Linked DNA regions of Sus scrofa: region 2 is linked to region 1. Evidence: chromatin contacts called from public HiChIP or PLAC-seq data. All regions are on one chromosome and are shown on one strand. Each heading gives the region's core, a stretch centred on a gene start, on an enhancer-like site or on the middle of the called end of the contact. The rest is flanking DNA. Distances are from core to core; before and after follow the strand shown. Region 1 holds the start of ACBD5 (acyl-CoA-binding domain-containing protein 5). Region 2 holds the start of PDSS1 (decaprenyl-diphosphate synthase subunit 1).

Region 1 (3,062 bases), core at 306-2,805:
CGGATCTCGTGTCCGCCATCTCCAGCCGCCAGCGCCGGCCCCGGTCCCAAGGTCTGTCGGCTGGAATCAGGCAGCAGCAGCAGCACCAGCTTTCCCAGGAGCCTGCATGAAACTGGAACAAGGAGCGCAGCCGCGGATCAACATGCCCACAGGGAGGAGGACCCAGAGAGCAGCTGGTCAGTTCCCCGTGGCCCTGCCCCATCCAGGCCACACCGTCCGATAAGGCCCGGCTCCTTCTTCCTCCCCGGGGCGTGACCAAGGCTGGGAGCCAGGCCTCCAAGACAGAAAAACAACTCACCGAGAGAAAGAGCATCTCTAGCAGGAGTCAGAGGAGCCCCGGCCACTGGTGGTGGCGGAGCCACTCTCCCACCCGCAGGACCCTGGTGGAGCAGCCACACCCCCCATCCCGGCGAGGTCGGTCTGTCTGTCCGCGCCCTCCCTGCGGCCCCGCCCCAAACCCTCCCCGGACCCACTCGCTGCAGCCGCCGCTGCGCAGTAAACTCCACCCACCGTCCCCGCGGCCACCGAGATGACGCGAACTGTAGGTCCCCAGAGGAGGGCCGGAGAAGGGGGGAAATAAAAGCAGTCAGGTGGATCCGCGGAGAGCCCAGGGCTCGATGTTTAAAACAGAATGGATTGCTGGGTCCGCGCCAGAGTAGCCGACGCGGGGTTGCAGCGCGCGTGGTACCGCTGGGCAAAAAAAAAAAAAATGACTTTGGTCTTCAGCGCCTGCTCCTGAGGTTAGGGTTTGAGAAAGCTGATGGGACTTAAGAGCTTTAGATCCGCAGAGGCTTGTTACGAAACTTAAGTTCTGCCATTTTAGTTCTGTCACCCAGGGTAAGCTACTTAGCCTCTCCAGTGACAATCTTTATATCACCCTAAAGGGTATATGAAAGGATTAGGGATGCTGGATGGAGTGTTTAGCCGTGCTTGGCTCTCAGTCTTTGACAGCTTTAGCCGCCCCCAAGGCAAGGACGTCTGCGCAACAACCAAAGGAGACGGGAGATCGCCGGCTAATTAGACTGGGCTGGGGGAGAGAGAGCACCTTCCCCTGCACCACCCGCGATATCTAGCCCCAGGAAGCCGGGCACAGTACAGCTTCTGGCAGACCTAATGGGCGACAGGGCGTGGGGGAGGGGCGAACGGGGGACCAGTACGGATCGTCAACCCTAGAAAGGGGTATCCTGGGCCTTCACCTTTCTAGCACAGCGCCCCGCGTCCTCAGGCATGTAGGATGCGCCCCCAGGCCCACCGAGGGGGCACTGCTACGGGTTCTGGGGGCGGAGTCCTGCGGCCTGGAAATCCCAAAATTGCCAGGTCGCTTCCGTCAGTTCGGGATGGGTTAGAGGGTGACTAGTCCAAATTTAGGCGCAGGCTCTAAGTTACTTTTCCCTTGGAGTCGCAGTGCCGGCATTTACCTTAGCATTGCCGGGCAAGACCTGTCCGGTAAGGTCCCCGACGCCCGCCCCTCGCCCTGCCCCCGCGGACTTGTGGGAAATGTAGTCCCCGCTCCGCTACGCTTCGGGACACCTGCCTCCAGCTGAGGTCGTTCCTCCCACTTGTTCCTGTTTGGTTCCTTGGTCCGGCAGACGCTGGAGCCGTTGCGGCGGAAATCCCGCCTTCCTGTTGCGTCGTCCTTTGAGCTCCTGCCAAATACCACATCCGCCTCAGCCAAAGGGACAGACCCTCCGTGGTGTCTTTCAGAGAGGTCCTGGAGATCCGTCTCATTTCTTGCTCCTGAGGCTTATTAACTTTGAGGTCGTGTGCTGTTATATTGCCTTCAGGTAGTAAAGACTATGCCTTACTGCGTGCCTGATATTTGCCAGGCATGTAACATGTATTCCAAAAACCCTGTAGGGTGTTTACGAATGAGGAAATTGAAAATCATATTAACTGATTTTCTCAAGGTCAAGTAGTAGTAAGTACAGGAGTAGCTGAACCAGGCGTCAGTCAATCCAAAAAAACCTTGCTTTAAATCTTGGACTTTTTGCGGGACACCAAAGTGTAAGAGACTAACAATTTTTCTAATTTATTCAAACGAGGGGGAGGTTATGTGCTGAATAGCTGCTGCTTCCTCTAATCTTTTCTTGCTCTTTTGTTATATATCCGTTTCAATTTCACTCAGTTATGCATACTTATAAAAAGGTTTGGATATTTATTTCACATCTAGGACTTCATTTTGACAACTGTTCATAATAAGCTAATTTAGAGTATGTTGGTCTTTAGGTAGTGATGAATAAGAATTTTTCTGCCAGTGATGTCTGTTGTATTTCTGTTTGCTGGTAGTATGGATTTACAGTCAAGGATAATAGTATAAGGAGAAAGGACATTGAGGTTATTCAGGTAAAGAAGTTAGCAGTGCTGGTTTAGATGTGGTAATTCCTACTGACATATAATGATTGACATATGATGGATTGAATCAGTTCCTAAGGTGCCTTCCAATTATGCAATCCTGTAATTCCACCTAAAATATATCTTATGGAACACTAATGGCTTTTAGTACTTTCAGCACAGTGCCTATTATGAAGCATTCTTTTTTAAAAAATTGAGATGTATTGATGTACAATATATATCTATATAACAATAGTTTCAGGTGTACAACATAATGATTCAATTTTTTTTTTTTTGTCTTTTTGCCATTTCTAGGGTCACTCCCTCAGCATATCTAGGTTTCCAGGCTGGAGGTCTAATTGGATCTGTAGCCGCCAGCTTATGCCAGAGCCACAGCAACTCGGGATCTGAGCCGCATCTGCAACCTACACCATAGCTCACGGCAATGCTGGATCCCTAACCCGCTGAGCAAGGCCAGGGATCGAACTCTCAACCTCATGGTTCCTAGTCAGATTCGTTAACCACTGAGCCATGATGGGAACTCCATGATTCGATATATGTATTATGATCACCACAATAGATGATTGTCCTTGATCACATATTTCTAGAGATATTTTAATTAAGAATTGGCCCACTAGGAGTTCCCATCATGGTGCAGCTGAAACAAATCAGACTAGGAACCATGAGGTGCAGGTTTGATCCTTGGCCTTGCTCAGTGGGTTGAGAATCTG
Region 2 (3,062 bases), core at 421-2,920, 200 kb after region 1:
AAAAAAAAAAAAAAAAAAAAAAAAAAACCATCGACACACCAATCAGAAATATCCGGTATTGGTGTCATCAGCACAAACTCTCCTTTCGGTCAAGTCAGAGAGAGAGCACATTTTTTTCTCCAGGAAAGTACCCTGTCTGAGATAATTGTTTAATGGGCATGGAATCAAAAAAAAAAAAAAAAAAAAGAGAGAGAGAGTCAAAGACAAGAAGTTTCCAGTGGCATCAATGGGGTGTCCATCTCTCCAAATAATGTCCTCATCTGTGGTACCAGAGATATTTGAAGGCTTGCTAGGACAGTATTGAAATGGATCTCAGTAGGTTCTCTTTTCCCCATTGTCTCCCTTTACTGTCTAGTCCATAGACTAGACTACCTGTCATTCTCTCTCCAAATGTCTATTTTCCATAAGTTGAGATATGTATCCATAAGTAGACATTTAGAAATGCTACATATTTCCTATATGTGAAACAGTGTCTGATGGGGTACAGCGAAATCCGAATGAAACAAGAGTTCTAAATTCAAACTTCAAAATAAATTAGCCTTATATATGAGAGGTGAGCACATACAACTATTACACAATTATATACATAATTTCGGTGACCGGAGAAGTCTCTAAAAAGGTGAGTCCACAAAGTTTACGTTGTTAGGCTGAACAGTACGAGCCTAGCCTAGTGCACGTTGAGAGTTTATCACTACAAAGCGCGAAAAGGACTCACAGAACCATAGAAACTTATCAACACACAGGAGCTAAACTGACCGGAAAGGGAGAAAAACGAGATGGAGTCCAAAGGCAGCAGGGGAGAGCGTCAAGGAGGCATGGTTGGTGCTCAGATTCTGACTCTGTTTCAGGAAGTCAAAGGTCGATTTAAAGGTCAAGGTTTCTCTGTTTACGGCATCCTCACTCTTCTCCTACCCGTGTCCTTCCACCTGGTCAAGGTGTGCCTTCCCTCCGAATCAACCACAGCACAGGTGAAACCAGTCTTCCACAAGTCGCCTATTCTGAGGCTACCCCGGTCCTTCGTACCTCTGAGCGTTCAGAGCACCTTCTGCTCTGAAATCCCAGTTAAGTTTCGGTGCTCCGAAGCCCTGGCTGTAACTCGAAACAACTGCGGACGCTCTTCACGCTTTACTCTGCCGGTACCTCAAGAGACACAGAGCAACTGCCTGCGTTTCCCCCGGGACCTGGCTCCTCACAGCCCCTTCGCCACACCCTAGGTGCTCCCCGGTCCCCAGAACAACTCTCCGAAGCTCTGCGCGGGATAATCCTATTGAGGCAGAAACCGGGCACCCAGCCCTCAGCTCGGTCCTTTCCCCAAGGCCCTTCCAGCCCGGGGTCGCGTTCCACCCCAGCCCCCTAGCCCCCGCGCGTCACTCGTGCAACACGCGCCCATTCATTCCGCCCTGCTGCTGTCATTGGCGCCGTGACCTCTGCGCCCGGCCGCCGCACGCGCTCCCCGGCCTCACCTGCGCACGGGCAACAGCGGCAGCGGCGGCGCGCTGCCCAGACGGCCCCGCATGGCCGGGAGAGCCAGGCCCAGGGCTCCGTGCCGCCGGCCTCCAGAAGCAGCCGCGCCGCCACCGCCACCAGCACGAGGCCATGGTCCGAGTCTGAAAGTCGCGGCTGGGCGGCAGCTCCGCCTCTGGCCCAGTGGCCCCTCCTCCGGGGACCCGGAGCCGGAAGTCCAGCACCGGAAGAGCTTCTGCCCCGCTCGCCCCGCCCCTTCGCCACCAAGGGGTCGCGGTCCGCCCAGCGTTCCCTGCGCTTCCCGCAGAGGAGCTGGAGGGGTGGCCGCAGAGGGGCTCGCGTGTGGCGGCGCCGGGGCGGCTGGATCCCTTGACGCCGCGCCAGCCTGGGAAAAACCAGCGTGATCTTCTTCTCGGGGAGTGGCCTCTTCCGACCCCGCCCAACCGGTGTTCAAGTAGTCACCGCAAAAATGCAACCTGGAGGACCCGCAGTCAGTCAAAAATAACACAAGGCGTATGCCGAAATGGGGCTAACTTTGCTTTTGCGTGTTTAGGTGGAAATAGGACGTAAAGAATCTAATTCCCATTTTGCTAATCCAGTGGCTCCAGTTTCTGCTGCTGCTTCTCTTAACTGGCACCTGTCACGCCTTCGTTTGCTTTTCGTGGCGACCTGGCCTTGAAAGTGACAGCCTTTTGCGTCTTTCCAGTAATAAGTCAACACCCCCCCCCGACAGGGTTCTTGTGAAAGAGAAGCTAGATTAGCCCCATCTCTCCACTTTTGGATTCTCTCCTCTGAAAACCTTTTAGGTATAGTGTAGCCTAGTTTGGCAGTCTTAGGCACATCTAGATTTGAGTACCTTTCGGGTGTGTACCAAGCTGTGTGAAGTTCTTTAATATTTGGTAATGGTGAATCTATTTGTAACCATCCCAGGGAATACTGGAGAATGGACAGGATTAATACCCTCTATGAGTTAGAAAGACCTTTCCTTTATTCTATGGTCAGATCTCCTCGTGGTACTGAGAGAGCGTATTTATAACAGAAGTTGTGATATAATCATTCAGTACGTGTACACAAGGAGACAAAGTGTAAGCACTAAGGATACAGATATAGAAGAAACTTACTCTGTCCTCAAACAATTCACTCTTATGAGAAAATAGTCCAATAAAAAGGCAACCATGATTCTCCAATATTTTTTTTTCTTTCGACTCACGCATTTTGCATTAAAGAATGAAAGTGCTCGTATTGCTGAGCACATTATTTTTACACTTATCTTCAAAGTATTTTTTTTTTTTGTCTTTTTTTTGCTATTTCTTTGGGCCGCACCTGCGGCATATGGAGGTTCCCAGGCTAGGGATCGAATCGGAGCTGTAGCCACTGGCCTAGGCCAGAGCCACAGCAACGCAGGATCCGAGCCGCATCTGCAACCTACACCACAGCTCACGGCAACGCAGGATCGTTAACCCACTGAGCAGGGGCAGGGACCGAACCCGCAACCTCATGGTTCCTAGTCGGATTCGTTAACCACTGCGCCACGACGGGAACTCCCCAAAGTATTTTTTTTACAGAATAAAAGCATATAAGTTTTTTAAAAGTTAATT

The links. HiChIP or PLAC-seq counts read pairs in DNA pulled down with a chosen protein or histone mark.
Region 2: a contact with region 1 is called in an H3K27ac HiChIP or PLAC-seq map of alveolar macrophages. The contact joins the promoter of PDSS1 here to the promoter of ACBD5 in region 1. A contact is called at or near these places in 2 of 5 promoter capture datasets (fetal liver and liver) and 1 of 2 datasets of contacts at active chromatin or transcription factors (alveolar macrophages).

Annotation. Positions count from the first base shown.
Region 1 is chr10:48,920,822-48,923,883 of Sscrofa11.1, forward strand. ACBD5 (acyl-CoA-binding domain-containing protein 5) reads right to left here and starts at 1,556. Exons shown (of 14, transcript XM_013980249.2): 1 at 1,419-1,556; 2 at 1-112. The coding sequence starts at 19.
Region 2 is chr10:49,118,723-49,121,784 of Sscrofa11.1, forward strand. PDSS1 (decaprenyl-diphosphate synthase subunit 1) reads right to left here and starts at 1,671. Exons shown (of 12, transcript XM_005668142.3): 1 at 1,464-1,671. The coding sequence starts at 1,598.